Regions from separate parts of the Mus musculus genome. Here region 1 is linked to region 2. A link is a contact called in public Hi-C data. All regions are on one chromosome and are shown on one strand. Each heading gives the region's core, a stretch centred on a gene start, on an enhancer-like site or on the middle of the called end of the contact. The rest is flanking DNA. Distances are from core to core; before and after follow the strand shown.

Region 1 (7,361 bases), core at 634-3,133, 290 kb before region 2:
GTGTTGCTGTTGGGAACTGGAGATTGTATGTATGCATGTATGTATATATGTATGCATGTATGTATGCATGCATGCATGCGTGTATGTATGCATGTATGTGTGTATGTATGCATGCATGCATGCATGTGTGTATGTATGCATGTATGTGTGTATGTATGCATGCATGTATGTGTGCAGTTTTTGGTGTTTTGAAGCAGAATCTTACTCTGGCTAGGCTAGACCAACCTGGCCTTGAACATATGGCAGTCCTCCTGCCTCTGCCTCCCAAGTGCTAGGATTACAGATATGTGCCACTGTGCCCGGCTTTCATGAATTTTTGAAAGCAGTTTGAAGTAAACTGAGTTTGTACCTTAGCTACCATACTTGGCATGACATACTTTGTTGCATGCTACGTGCTTGATGCCCTCACTAATCCTCCCAACCCCCCACCCCACCCCCATTAACCTATCAAGGTTTCTAGCAGGGTCCCTATTTCTCAGATGAACAAACTGCTCCCTGAGGCTACCCAGCCATGAGCATTCAGAGACAGCCCCGGCTCCCTGGGTTTGTCTGTGCTTAAGTCTCTCCACATAGTAGAGGTTGACTGAGGCCGGCTGAGGCTGGCTGAGGCTGTGCCCAGGGCCAGGACATAGAGACTGTAGTTGTGAATTTCCATAGCAGGGAGAATGAGAGGTGACAAGGGAGAGATGCCAGGACAACTCAGAAGGGAGGATGGCCTGGAGGCCACAGTATAAAGCTCACTATTCATAGCCTAGGACAAGCCATTGAGTCACTGGGGGAAACCTGACATCATATCATCTCTCTGTCTGCTGCCTGCCTGCCTGCCTGCCTGCCTGCCCTTCCTGGGCTCCTGGAGACCTTCAATGCCCACAATCCCATAGTTGCTCTTCTCCCCCCATCCCCCCCCCACCCTCCCACCCCGGTAGCAGGGCCAGAAGCTCCCTTGAATACCCCTTCCCAGCCTTTGTCTCCCAACTTCCCGCCTCTCCTACTGTGCTATGAAGATTTCAGGGCAACATCATGGTGCCCAACTTCCATGTTGAGTTTTCAGAGTCTCTTCCTTTGGGAGAGGTGCCTGGGCTCCTCTTGGAGTCAGGGTTTGCTTGTTTGTTTTTGGAGACAGGTCTCATGTAGTTCAGGCTGGCCTCAAACACTATATAGCCACGAGTATCTTATTCCATTTCCCAGATGCTGGGGTTACAAGGGTTTTGTGACATACTGAGTATTAAATCCAGGGCCTTGTGCATGCTAGGTAAGTATCCTACCCACTGAGCTTCATGTCGAAGCCCAGGAGTCAGTGTGTAGAAAGTGAAGCTGGCTAGGCTCCGTGCCCAACAATAATCCTAGATGGGAGAGTGAAGCTGATAAACAGGCCCTCCTATCATTTTCAAGGATGCAGCCGAGTGCACCTGAGAGATCTTTGTTTAAGCATCTTTGGTCAACTGCTTATGTATCTCATTTAAATGGCATTTTTCAGATGCCAGCAACAAGGCTCAGAGGGATCAGGGGCCTTGTGTGTAGCCACACAGCCCAGAATTCAAACTCATTATCTAACGCCACATGTGCTCTCGGCCACTGCAGCAAGTGGACTGCACTTGACCCAGACTCACCACATTGGCAGTGCAGAATGAAAGTACCAGGGGAGCTTCCATGTCTGGCTGGGTCGCTATTCACTTTCCTAGAGCATGTGGACCGATGTGGGACGTGGCACAGAACAGTGGCTGCCCTGGCCATAGGAACCCTGGGTATGGGAGTTGAGCAACAGGTTTTGGTTTTTATTTTTAAACCCTTAGCTTATTTCCCTCTTAGGAAGGCACATTCTCCATGCGTCAGAGGGGTGTCTGCCCAGGATTTGGTGGGTCAGACCTGGAAAAAGAATATGAGTCAGGTTGGGGCGGGCTGCCAGCTTCCTCGGCCCAGGCTGTGGGTGCAGGATGCCAGGCTGCAGCAGCTGCAGCTCTGACTCAAAACTCTGCTCCTGCTGTCCCTCGGCCTGAAGCTGGGGGGAGGGGTCTGTGCCAGCTCCACACAGAGTGGCACCTTCATCACACTAAGAGAGAGAGAGAGAGGGAGAGAGAGGGAGAGAGAGAGAGAGAGAGAGAGAGAGAGAGAGAGAGAGAGAGAGACCTCACCCCGTTAGCCTGGTTTCCCAGTTAAGAACAAGGAGGCTGGCAGGCACTTCTGACTGTTTGAGCTCCCTCAGCTAGGAGGAAGAGGAGAAGGAAGAGGAGGGGGAGGGGGAGGGGGAGGGGGAGGGGGAGGGGGAGGGGGAGGAGGAGGAGGAGGAGGAGGAGACTCGAGTTCCTGTTCTGTATGTGAAAGGACAGAGGGTCTTCCTTCCTCGAGGCAGGGACCAGCATGGCCCTCTCCCAAAGGGCTCAAGGACCTTTTGATCCTATCTCCTTAAACCTTATTCTGTAGCCATTGATGTAGGTGTGAGTCCAGAGGGCACCTTATTGGAATCCCCAGATGCTTGTGTCCAGGAGCAAAGAATGAAGCAGGACCTCATGAATAGGGGCGGAGGCAGAGATGTTCTTCTAAAAAGGAAGAAGGCAGTTCTGACAGTGGGCATGGGCCATAGAACTGGGAGGGCTTAGAAGCTCAGAGTACTGGGCTGCAAGAGCCCTGACCCTTGACTTGCAAGGGCTCCACTGTGGGCAGCCACTTCGCAGTGATCATAGACAGCAATGGGGGTGACAGAGTGGGACTCTGCAGCACCCCCATGCTAGCTCTAGTCCCAACTATTTTTCAGGTTGTGCCTCAGTTTACCTAATAAAACAGGAAGCCCCAATGGCATTCCATTTAAGTTGCCTTCAAAGTGGAGGGGACTGGGGAATTGGCTCTGCAAGGCCTGTGTAAGACCCTAAGTTTGATTCCAATACTACCAAAAAATAAAATAAAATTGGAGAATTAAAAAAACAACAACAAAGAAAGGCAAGGTGGTGGTGACTCCCACCTTTAATCCCAGCACTCGGGAGGCAGAGGCAGAGGGATCTCTGTGAGTTTGAGGCCAGCCTGATCTACAGAGGGAGATCCAAGACAGCCAGAGCCACCCAGAGAAACTCTGTTTTGAAAAACAAACAAACAAAAAACAATAATAACAACAACAACAAACCCAATGTTGACATTACTGGTTGCCTATGTAGACAGTCCCCGAATGCTCGAGTCAGGCATAGGAAGGAGAATTCACCATATCACCTTGTAAACATTGTACAAGGGACAACCTGTACTTGTCCTAAGATTTGAGAGGAAAACAAGAAAAAAAAAAAAAAAAAAAAAGAACCCGTTCTTGCCTATCTCCAAAGGGTCTGGCATGTCAAACCCTCTTGTTTAGCAAGCCTCTATTTTTAATGAGTCTCACAGAGCCCAGGTTAGTCCCAGGTACTGTGAAGACAAGGAAAACCTTGGACTCTTAATCCTCCTGCCTCCACTAGACTGCTAAGATTACACACAGGCTTTGTACCACCAGGTCCAGCTCTTTTTTTTTTTTTTTTTTTTTTTGGTTTTTTTTTTGTTTGTTTGTTTGTTTGTTTTTGCGAGACAGGGTTTCTCTGTGTAGTCCTGGCTGTCCTGGAACTCACTCTGTAGACCAGGCTGGCCTCGAACTCAGAAATCCGCCTGCCTCTGCCTCCCAAGTGCTGGGATTAAAGGTGTGTGCCACCACGCCCGGCAGTCCAGCTCTTTAAAAAGCCATTTAAACAGGCCTTGACATTTGCAGAGAAGTAGTAAAATCCTACACTGGCAAGGAAGGTTAGGGGACAATGGAAGCCTCCCCTGCCACCTAGCAAAAGCCAGCCAGCCTTCTCTACAAAGAAAGGAACAGCTCTCCAGAAATTCCAGTGTGGTGACTGAGCAGTGCTGAGAGCAGGGGAGACTCAGGCCTGGGTGGTTTTATCACCGCTAACCCCACAGGGACTAAGGGCCGGGGACAGTTTGAGCCTGGAAAGGCCCCTGCCAGTCCAGGTTTCTTGCTGTGGTTCGGGAGGGGGACACTTCTCAGAAATCCCTGACGAAAGGTCACTGGAGCTGTGCCAATAGCGCAGAACTGACTCAAGGGTATAGTGACCTGGCCACTGAAGAGGCTGGGACACCACAAAGAGCTTCAGGCCTTCAGACTTCTAGGTGAGCATTGCCCTGTATTGTGTTTTGGGTAATCGAAGTTAGGTCCTTTGTGGAGAATGTTTATGCCCATGCCCTTCTGAAGAGAAGCAGAGACAGGGCCAGGCTCGCACAGCACCTGGGTGGAGAAGAGATCTGTCCTAGAGCTCTGTGGAGGGGCCCTAAGGCTAAGGACTGCTCCTGGAGGCCTTTTAATGGCTCTGAGGGAGAAAGTCCTTATGGTATCAGCCTGAGTTTGATCCTTGGAACTCACCGTTGGTGGAGAAGACCAACTTCTAAAAGTTTTCCTCTGACTTAACACACACACACACACACACACACACACACACACACACACACACCACATACGCATGCATGCACGCATGCAAATAAAATAAAAATAAAAATGCTACAGGAAAATGGAGACTCATCCCCACAAGGGAAAGGAGAGCCTTTCATCTTGCCCCAGAGAAGGGTGTGCTTAAACACAGGAGCCCAGCAGTACCAGGGGAAAGAGAACCATACAAATTAGCATGAAAATCTGTTAGTAAAAAGTCTGGAAGCCCTTCCTTACCAGGGTTGCATGCAAAGAAAGTGCTGGGGAAAAGCAGACAGTATATACGTGTGAGAAAGGCCAGGTTGAGGTGGACATTGCCATCCCAATGGACAAAAGAGGAAGGAGTCCCCAGACCAGGACCTCAGAACACTTCAGGCTCGGCCAAGGTGTCCTAAGCTAGATGACCAGGCTTCCAGGAGAGTGACCTGGTGCTCAGCTCAGTCTCTTCTGTAATGGATGACCTCATCCCCATAGTGCCTGGGTGGCTGCACTCTCCTTGAGCGAGTACTGTTTTAGGAACCCAGAAAAGGCCGGCCAAGTCAGTCCCTAGGGTCTTGGCCAGCGTTTTGCCCCCCTTTGCATGTGTCTGAAACTTAGGAAGAAGGTCTGGGGTGAGATCCTTCAAGCTTAGGGGCAGTCTGGGGTCGGGAAGCACACTTCCCCATAGTGGCTTGTGTCGGGGCTGCTGCCCTTCCCAGACTGTGTCCCTCCCCCATGTCTGACCTTGCTGGCAGTGACAAGGTGAAGTTCATCAACGTACTCAACAAATTTCCCCTCCCTACTTCCTACTTTATGTCCGTCCCTGTGTCCTTATTTACGTATGTGTTCAGTCTGTGTGGCAACAGCCCATGTCACCTCTATGAGTGGAAATGGATAGCACAGAGGACGTGAAGATAAACGTGCCGGGAAGGAATGTCCAGCTAAAGCCAGGGGACCTTGCCCTGCGCAGTCTGGCCTTGACTCTCCAGCTCTGCGTCTTTGGGTAGATTAATTCTCTGAACCAATGTTTCTTGTCAAGACAGTGAAGGAAGTGGTGATGGGAGGGTCCAGCTGCTGTGACAATCAGGCAGCACAAAAGGTTTGAAGTGACACACTGGAGGGGAGGGGCTTCATGCTAGTCCCTGGGGGATTGACTATAGTTGTAGAGTCAGATGCAGGGTGGTTGCACCCACCCTCTGTTACTGACTGCCTTTTGCACCCACCCTGGGTTAATGGCTGCCTGTTCTCCTTTGGACCACTTCCCCTTGTCTGCAGCTCTATACAAGTGTTTTATGCATGTTATGTCTGCACACAGTATAATAAAGGGCATGGGACCCCATTACAGATGGTTGTGAGCCTCCATGTGGGTGCTGGGAATTGAACTCAGGACCTCTGGAAGAGCAGCCACTGAGCCATATCTCTAGCCTCTACAAGTGTTTTAGAGTGGTTATTTTATTCTCTTTATTGGAAAGGCAGATGTCTAGTGTGTACAGTTTAAGAGCAACAGATAGGAACCAGTGTATCGCATCTTCCCTAGTCCCTCCACTGCATGTGGCTGATTAACTATTTGGTCCAGCCCTGGCAAGTTGCACAGGGACAGGTGGGGGAGGACACAATGGTTTTAAGTGCATGTGGAGAAGTGTGATATTTTTAAAACCAAATTTGTTTAACCTTGTCTCTTTTTCTACATGTATTTATGTATTTTATTCGAGGAGCAGATAACAGTCATTCGCTAAGATGCACAGGTGCGTGTGTGAAGGTCAGGGACAACCTGATGGTTCTATCCTTCCACCATGGGGGTTTCAAACTCATCTTACTGGAGAGGGGCTCACTCTGTAGCCCAGGCTAGTCTTGAACTCTCGGCTTTCTTGCCTCAGCCTTCAGATTGCTAGGATTAAAGATCTGTGGCACAAGACCAGGCTGATGCTAAGTGCACAGTTTTATTTAACTTTGGGACAACATTGCACAGAGATGTCTGTCCTGAAAGTAGTCCTTGTTTGTGTCCCGCCCACATGACTATGTTGTATGGGACTGAAGGGACATATCTGTGTTGTGTGGGACTAGAGGAACTCTCATGCCATCTTAAAAACCCCCCATTCAGGCAAACCACAAAGGCAGATCCAGTCCCAGTGAGCACATTCAGAACTAAAACTCTGGCTTTCAAGGCTCTTGAGCTGAAACCTCAGCACAGATTCACATAACTGAATCAGAAGACTTAGGAATCTTTTTTAAAAAATAATTTTATATTGTATATTTTCTTTATTTACATTTCAAATGTTATCCCCTTTCCCCGTTTCCCCACTCCCAGAAATCCCCTATCCCATCCCTCCTTCCCCTGCTTCTATGCGGGTGTTCCTCCACCCACCCACCCACTCCTGCTTCCCTGCCCTCGATTCCCCTACACTGGGGCATCTATGGAGCCTTCATAGGACCAAGAACATACTCTGCTACGTATGTAGCTGGAGCCATGTCCTTGGTTGGTGGCTTAGTCCCTGGGAGCTCTGGGGGTAGGGGGTCTGGTTGGTTGATATTGTTGTTCCTCCTATGGGGCTGTAAGCTCCTGCAGCTCCTTCAGTCCTTTCTCTAACTCCTCCATTAGGGACCTCGCGCTCAGTCCAATGGTTGGCTTCAAGCATCCGCCTCTGTAAGTCTTAGGAAGTATGAGACACTCTGGTATTTTCTGTTTTATGTAGCACTGGTTTATGGAGAAAGAGAAGGAAGGTCAAAACCTTACCTGGCAGCCGGGTGTGGTGGCACACGCCTTTAATCCTAGCACTTGGGAGGCAGAGGCAGGCAGATTTCTGAGTTCGAGGCCAGCCTGGTCTACAGAGTGAGTTCCAGGACAGCCAGGGCTACACAGAGAAACCCTGTCTCAAAAAACCTAAAAAAAAAAAAAAAAAAAAAAAACCTTACCTGGCTTAGCCAACAGACTGTGCGACCTTCAGTT
Region 2 (7,384 bases), core at 69-2,568:
TTTTTTGTTTTTGGTTTTTTGAGACAGGGTTTCTCTGTGTAGCCCTGGCTGTCCTGGAACTCATATTGTAGACCAGGCTGGCCTCGAACTCAGAAATCTGCCTGCCTCTGCCTCCCGAATGCTGGGATTAAAGGCGTGTGCCACCACGCCCGGCCTTGCTTTGTTTTTTTGTTTGTTTGTTTTGTTTTGTTTTTAATTTATTATTAATGTAAGTACACTGTACCTGTCTTCAGACACTCCAGAAGAGGGTGTCAGATCTTGTTATGGATGGTTGCTAGCCACCATATGGTTGCTGGGATTTGAACTCAGGACCTTCAGAAAAGCAACTGGTGCTCTTAACTGCTGAGCCATCTCACCAGCCCCTTGCTTTGTTTTTTGAGGCAGCATTTTACTATGAAGCCCAGGCTGGCCTTAGAGATGGGATCTTACTATGTAGGCCAGGCTGGCCTTGAACTCATCACCCTTGTCACAGCCTCCCAAGTGCTGGGAGCAGAAGTGTGTACCTCCACGAGGTGTCCTACAAATCAGGCTGCTTTATTTATTATTTATTTATTTTTATTTTTTATTTTTTTCCTTTTTCGACACAGGGTTTCTCTGTGTAGCCCTGGTTCTCCTGGAACTCACTCTGTAGACCAGGCTGGCCTCAAACTCAGAGATGCCCCTGCCTCTGGCTCCCCCCAACCCCCCTCCCCCCAGTGCTGGGATTAAAGACATGCAATAGCACTGGCACTGCCTGGCTATCTGTCTGTCTGTCTATCTATCTATCTATCTATCTATCTATCTATTTTAATTTTAAATTAGCTAGTTATAATATTCGAATCTTTCATAGCCAGGGTAATTGCATAGCACTGAGGAGGCTGAGGCAGAGACTGCCCCCTAATGACTGTCTAATCTACTCCAAATCTAATTATTGTTTTTCTTCCTCTGCTTCCCTCCATCCTTAAGCTTTTCCTTGTTTAGCTCATTTATCTGTTTACTATTATCGATTATTATTGCGGTGCCGGGTGATCAACCCCACCACCACCACCACCACACACGCACTCACGCACGCGCGCAATCAAGGCAGTGCTGTCCCACACAACTCAGTTCCCACGTCGTTTTTTTCTGAGCTAAAACCCAGGACAAGGCTTCTTTTATTTTTTCCTGTCTTGGGGTGGGGTGCTCCTGGGGCCCCTCGTGTGACAATGTCTTTTTTTCTCTCTTTTTCTAGGCGTACTGGGCAGGAAGACTTGTTAAGACTGGCCTTAGGACCTCCTAGACTTGTCTGAGACCTACCTCCCTGCAGCTACAGGCAGAAGCGGGGTAGGGGAGGGGCATTGCTCTTGACTGAGGACCGCCCCCTTCGAAGCTGGTCCTATCCCACCCTGGTGTGGCTGTCTGCTGCTATAGTCATGGACCCTTTCTGGGAAGTCTCACGAAAAGGGCAGGAGGAATGCGCGGGGTGCACTAACCTGAGTAAAGGGGCGGCAGGGGCAGGGGCGGGGGCAAGAGTGGGGGTTGGGGTGAGGGTGGCGCTTCCCTCAGTTCTCTGCAAGGCTTGAAGCCTTGGGTTTTAAAAACTAGGTCCTAACAGGCAACAAGGGCATTAACTAGTAAAAGGGGAGAAATTTCTGCAGCAGCCAGTGACCCAGACTGCTTTCCGCCCCCAGCCCCGGGCTTGCTCCAGCTCGCCAGCAAGTTTCAGCCAGTGTGTTTCTGGTTGGGATGGAAGCCAGGGGTCAGATAAAGTCCCAACGTATTTTGCAGCACTGTTGACATTTTGCCCAGTGCCTCTGCTGGTGACAGCTGCCAGGAGCATGTGTTGGGAAAGACTGTCTAGAAGTGGATTTAGTTGGGTTAGAGGGAGCCAGAGAAGTCAGTAGTACCATGAACCCCATTAGGCTACTACCCCAGAATTTCTAGGGTCAAGGTCCAGTCTTATTCTTGCCTTGTTTTCTTCAAGACAACTAACCTTAAGGTTCCATCAGAGTTGCAGGAAGAGGGTTTGTTAGTTATCTCAGCCACGGGGGTAGTAGCCAGAACATACAGATGACAAGACACCGTGTGTCAGAGGACTCTAATCTCTCCCTATGTACTGTCTCATTTAGGCACAGAGGGATAGGGTCACATGAAATCACCGACAACTCAACTAGGTGACTTCAGAACAGAGAGTCACCCATGACTTCCCAGATGGGCTAAACAGGTTCTGAGATGGGCTGGAGAGAGACCAGGGTGAGGTGAGAAGGTGCTTGCAGTAGGTCACGCAATAAGAATGAACAATGAAGCTTGCTGCTCTGTGCGCTAACTTTGATCCCTGTCTGTTTTGAAACAGAGTGTCAAGTCGCCCTAGCTGGCTTTTGAGCTCACTGTGTAGCCAAGGATGCCCTTGAACTTCTGATTCCTCTACATCCACCTCCCAAGTGTTAGGATAAGGGCATACCTCACCACGCCCAGTTCATTCAGTGCTAGGGACCAAACCCAGGGCCAAGCACTCTACCAACCAACCCTCAACGTTAACTAAACGGCAGCAGGCCAAAGGTTTGCACATCCTTGCCTCTGGACCAGCAGCAAGCATTGCACCCAAGGGGACAGAAGCCCAGACAGATGACCCCAAGCCTTGGCAGCCTTTCTTTCCTGGCCCAGTTGGTCTAAGCCAGTTGTTCCAGGTCTTGTGGGAGCTATGTGAGACAGACAGTGGGTTAATGTGCAAGCTGGAGACACCTGCTATGTTGTATATGTCCTACAGCCCAGCCTGTGTCCACAGCCCTGGTGTGAGCCAGCTGGACCCACCCTTGTCCTAGGCCACGTTCAGCCACCCAGGAGCTCGGGTGATAGCCCACAGGTGAAAATGGCTGTTGGGTGTCAGCCTGCCACTTCATTGTTAGCTGTGTGTTCTCATCCACACTGGGTAGCTACTGTGGCACCATAGTTACTATGCTCAGAAGCAGCTCCTGAGCCAGAGGACACTCACCAGGGGACAGTCCTTAAGTGGGGTTTCCTGCGCACAACAGGTTGGGACAACATCTCCACTGTCCTCTTGGAGCAACCAGGCTTGCTCTTTGTTGCTTAAAAACCTTCCCAGAAAGAGACAGGCAACAACATTTACTCCTCAGATCCCAAGACAAACCAAGACACAAATCCACTAAAGTTCACTTTGGAAGACCCCGTGAGTTTATTTGGCTTCTTTATCTAGACTCGTTGAGAGTTCCTTACAGAGGTGTGTGTGCTCCTCCCATAAGGCCACACCTAGAAAGCCTTACCATATGACCTGAGGAATTCCTATCCCCATGCCATCCCAAGGCCTCTTCTAACCACTCTGCAGGGTAAACAGAATGAAGACAGAGTTGCAACAAACAGGTGACTGAGCCAGGCGGTGATGGCACACGCCTTTAATCCCAGCACTCAAGAGGCAGAGGCAGGCAGATTTCTGAGTTTGAGGCCAGCCTGGTCTACAAAGTGAGTTCCAGGACAGCCAGGGCTATACAGAGAAACCCTGTCTCAAACAAAACAAAACAAAAACAAGGCTGGCAAGATAGGTCAGTGGTTAAGAGTGCTGACTGCTCTTCTGAAGGTTCTGAGTTCAAATCCCAGCAACCACATGGTGGCTCACAACCATCTGTAATGAAATCTGTTGCCCTCTTCTGGTGCGTCTGAAGACAACTACAGTGTACTTACATATAATAAATGAATAAATATTTAAAAAAAAAGAAAATAGAAAAAAACAAAAACAAAACAAAACCCCCCAAAACAGGTGACTAAAGCATGTATACTCAAGTGAGGGTCCACTGGTCCTCTCTATTCCTCTCTGTTGAGTGTGCAGACCTTTGACAAGCCCCACTGGGATAATCTTTTGCAAAGGGGTATGGCGGAATGCCCCAAGACGGTGGTTGCTTGGCTTGGAGGACAGTCACTCATGACCCTGTCCTGTCTGTATTCCCTTCTCTTAGCTGTAGTCCAGGCTGGTCTTGGACTCACGATGATTTTCCAGCCTTGCCTCTGGGATGCTGAGATTATAGCCATGCCCTGCTATACCAGGCTTTCTTCTTTTGGTACCAGGGTTTACACCTAGAGTCTGGGGCATGGTAGGTAAATGTTCTACCAGAGTGGAGTGGTTAGGTTAATGTGTACTGTCTTATTTTAAATCGTATTTCTTTAAAATCTACTTTTATTATTTATTGTATTTCACAATAAGGCAGACGTTCTAACCCCTGAGCTATAGCTCTTGAGTTTTTTGATAGCAAGCCCTTTGACTTATGTTTAAGATACATGCAAGCTAGGCATGGTGGTGCATACGAAACACTTGAGAGGCTGAGACAAGAGAAACAGGAGGAGTTCTGCTATGTAGCTAGCTAGCTCTGACTATGTAATATATTCTAGGACAACCTGGGCTACATAAGACCTTATCAGGAAAAAAAAAAAAGCCAAAATTTGGGAGTGTTCAGTTGGTAAAATGTGCATAAAGATCAGAGCTGGATGGAAGAAGTCAGAAAAAGCCAGGTGCTTTGTCTGTAACCCGCTGGGGAGGTAGGGACAGCAGGATCCGGAACTCAGCCTAATTGCTGAGCCTCAGGTCCTAGGGAGAGACCTCTCCCCTAGAAAGGAAGAAGGTGAGGAGTAAATGAGGAGGACTCTGTCAACTTCTGGCTGTGACACACACAGACACACAGACAGACAGACACACACACACACGCATAGACACATAGATACACACATACAGACACACACGCATAGACACACAGATACATAGACACACACACATAGACACAACTTATACAAGATACACACAGACACACATACACAAACACACACACATACACATAGACACAGATACACACACAAACACACACAGACACACACACATATACATAGACACACACACACAAACACACAGCCACACCACAGACACACCTCACCCAGACACACATACATACATACACAAACGCATACACACAAACACACACAACGCATGTGCTTCTCCCCATTTGTACACATGGACACACATACATATGCACAAACAAATACAAGCAAAGAAAGTGAGTTTTTTTGTTTTTGCTTTTAGAGGTACATTCAATACCCCTTGATTGATTGCTTGGCTGCTTGCTTGCAGTGCATGCCAGGCACGTAGAGTTGTATCCCAGTCCCCTTAACGTCATAAATGACAGTCTATGCTGGTGGCCAGCTGGGATTGATTTGCATCAGTCAGTCACATATCCCTTCTTTCCAAGGTGTTAACTGAACTCTTACTGTATCCCAGGCACCTGGGGAGAGGGACGGAAAACACACCGTGTCTCCTTTACAGACTTTCCTGTGCAGAGAGGGGGGGCTCTGGAGGAAAAGATCGGGAAGCAGGAACCAGGACCCCTGAACGAAAGCAGTTTTGTGAAAAGTCTTTGTCTGCAATGGTGACATTAAAAAGGCCATCTCTTTGTTTGTTTGTTTTCAAGACAGGGTTTCTCTGTATAGCCCTTGGCTGTCCTGGAACTCACTTTGTAGACCAGGCTGGCCTTGAATTTAGAAATCCTCCCAAGTGCTGGGATTAAAGGTGTGCGCCACCACCGCCTGGCTAAAAAGGCCATCTCTACGAGGAGCCAATTGATTGAGGTACAGAAAAACTTTCTGTGCAAAGGGAATAGCGTTCGAGAAGGTGTAGGAAGTCTCAGACTTATTCAGGAGTGTAGGTGATGGAGAGGCTGGGTCGGGTGGTGAATACCCAAGGCTTTGAACTGGATGCTATAGGTGACCACGACATATTCCTGTGACATGGTTTTAAATCATAGCCCCAGGCTGAGGGCATAGATTATAAAGCCTAGCCTATATGAAGTCCTGGATTCCGTTCCCAGCATTGGAGGTGGGGTGGGGTGTCCAAGTGGAACCCAAAGCCTGCTCTGTGCCTTGAGTTGCCCTATGGTAAATTTACAGAATTGCCACCCAGAGGTCAAGAGATTTGCCCAAGTGAAGCAGCAAACCCGCAGCAAAGGTAGGGTCCCAAATCAAATGTCAGCGGTAGAACCCTAAACCTAAGCCACCTGCTCCCATCTGGAGAAGTCTGTGGACACCCGTTCTAACAAGAATTTGTGAAGCGTCTCTGCTCTCTCCCCCTCCCTCCATGCCTGGCCCTGGGAGGTAGCAAGACCTAGCAGGAGGGTGCAGGCATTCGTGGGGTGCCCCATGCAGCTTAGAAATCCCCGCAGGAGTCACGTCCCCTTGCCACCCCCTCTCACCACCACCCCACCCCCCAAGTTGCTGAAGAACACAAAGGGCGATTGTTTCCTGCCGGGCCACCGGCTAACTCCATTTCCCTCGTTTGTCTGCTAGGCAGCAGGAGCAAAGGGCAGCAGCCCTCAGAGGCGTCTGGGAGAAGGCGCTGGCTGCCTGGTTAATGGGCCGCCTGGGACTCAGGCTGAGGAGGCTGGGGGGATCCAGGTCCCGGGACGACCTCGGCGGCCACGCCCCACGCTGTGTGCAACGTGAGGAAGATCTAGGAGCTGATGGGGCAATCCCAGGCAAACGTGCTGACCGGCCTGTCTGCGGGTTCTTGGGCGGGAGGTGGGGTGGGGGTGAAGACAGGAGTTGGTGCAGAGATGGGGGGAGGTGCAGCGGTTGTCCCTCTCCAACCCTGGGTTTCCAGGGTCAGCTGGGGGAATACCCAGGACCTTAAGCATATGGGGTGGGGTTGGGGGTTCTTACTCACACATGCCTGAAGACCCCTCCCCCTCTTTGCAGTTCTGCTCTTCTGATTTTATTCCCCAGGCAACAGTTGTTCTGTTCCGCTCCTATCCCTCCACCCCCGCAAGCACTGACAGACACATGGGGACTGGGTGCCAACCCTCAGACACACCTGGGCAGCCACACGTGGGCGTGCACGCGCTGGGGCACTTGTTTGGAGAGAAGTTCTAAGCCCTTTCTTGCCTTCCCTGGTGTATCAGGCCTGTTGGAACAAGGTCTAGGCTGTGTGTGCTTACATAAGTTGGTTAACCTCTCTGAGCCTCAGATAACTGAATCTGCTCAGTAAGGCTGACAGAAGTAGTATTGGATTGTTGTAGAAATTTAAATAATTGCTCAGCAACTAAGAGCACTGGATCTTCCAGAGGACCACAGTTCAATTTCCCCAGCACACCATACAATTACTCACTAGGGTCCGTAATTCTAGGTCCAGAGGATCTGACACCCTCTCTGGCCTCTGCAGACACCAGGCATGTACGCTGTGCATAAACATCCATGCAGACAAAACATACACACACATAAATAAATCGAAATTTAAACAAGAGTAGCTAAAACGTTAAGCCCCATTAGTCACTAAGACTCACCCAATCCATGAAGGGATAGCATCCATGAACTGTAAGGATGCCTCCTGCGGCCCATTTTGTTCCCCTTTGGATTCATACTTATGTTTTCTGAACCAAAA

The links. Hi-C and Micro-C count contacts between places; a contact is called where the count stands out from the background.
Region 1: a contact with region 2 is called in a Hi-C map of muscle stem cells, with 2.5 times the contacts expected there. The contact joins two enhancer-like sites. A contact is called at or near these places in 1 of 484 Hi-C or Micro-C datasets (muscle stem cells), 4 of 115 datasets of contacts at active chromatin or transcription factors (the 230-238 cell line, craniofacial prominence, neural tube and 1 more) and 3 of 9 other capture datasets (adipose tissue, embryonic stem cells and pancreatic islet).

The regions. Positions count from the first base shown.
Region 1 is chr10:60,203,978-60,211,338 of GRCm38.p6, reverse strand. The region is part of intron 1 of Chst3 (carbohydrate sulfotransferase 3); the gene reads left to right. Among named protein-coding and RNA genes, the nearest start is that of Chst3, 12 kb to the left of the region's middle. Within about 2 kb of position 1,883, at least 112 of the 459 cell types and tissues checked have an H3K27ac peak or open chromatin away from gene starts, as enhancers often do. A contact at or near this core is called in muscle stem cells, where this site is marked.
Region 2 is chr10:59,910,720-59,918,103 of GRCm38.p6, reverse strand. Gm40673 (a long non-coding RNA gene) reads right to left here. Exons shown (of 3, transcript XR_871747.2): 2 at 2,951-3,053. Among named protein-coding and RNA genes, the nearest start is that of Gm40673, 5.0 kb to the right of the region's middle. Within about 2 kb of position 1,318, at least 180 of the 459 cell types and tissues checked have an H3K27ac peak or open chromatin away from gene starts, as enhancers often do. A contact at or near this core is called in muscle stem cells, where this site is marked.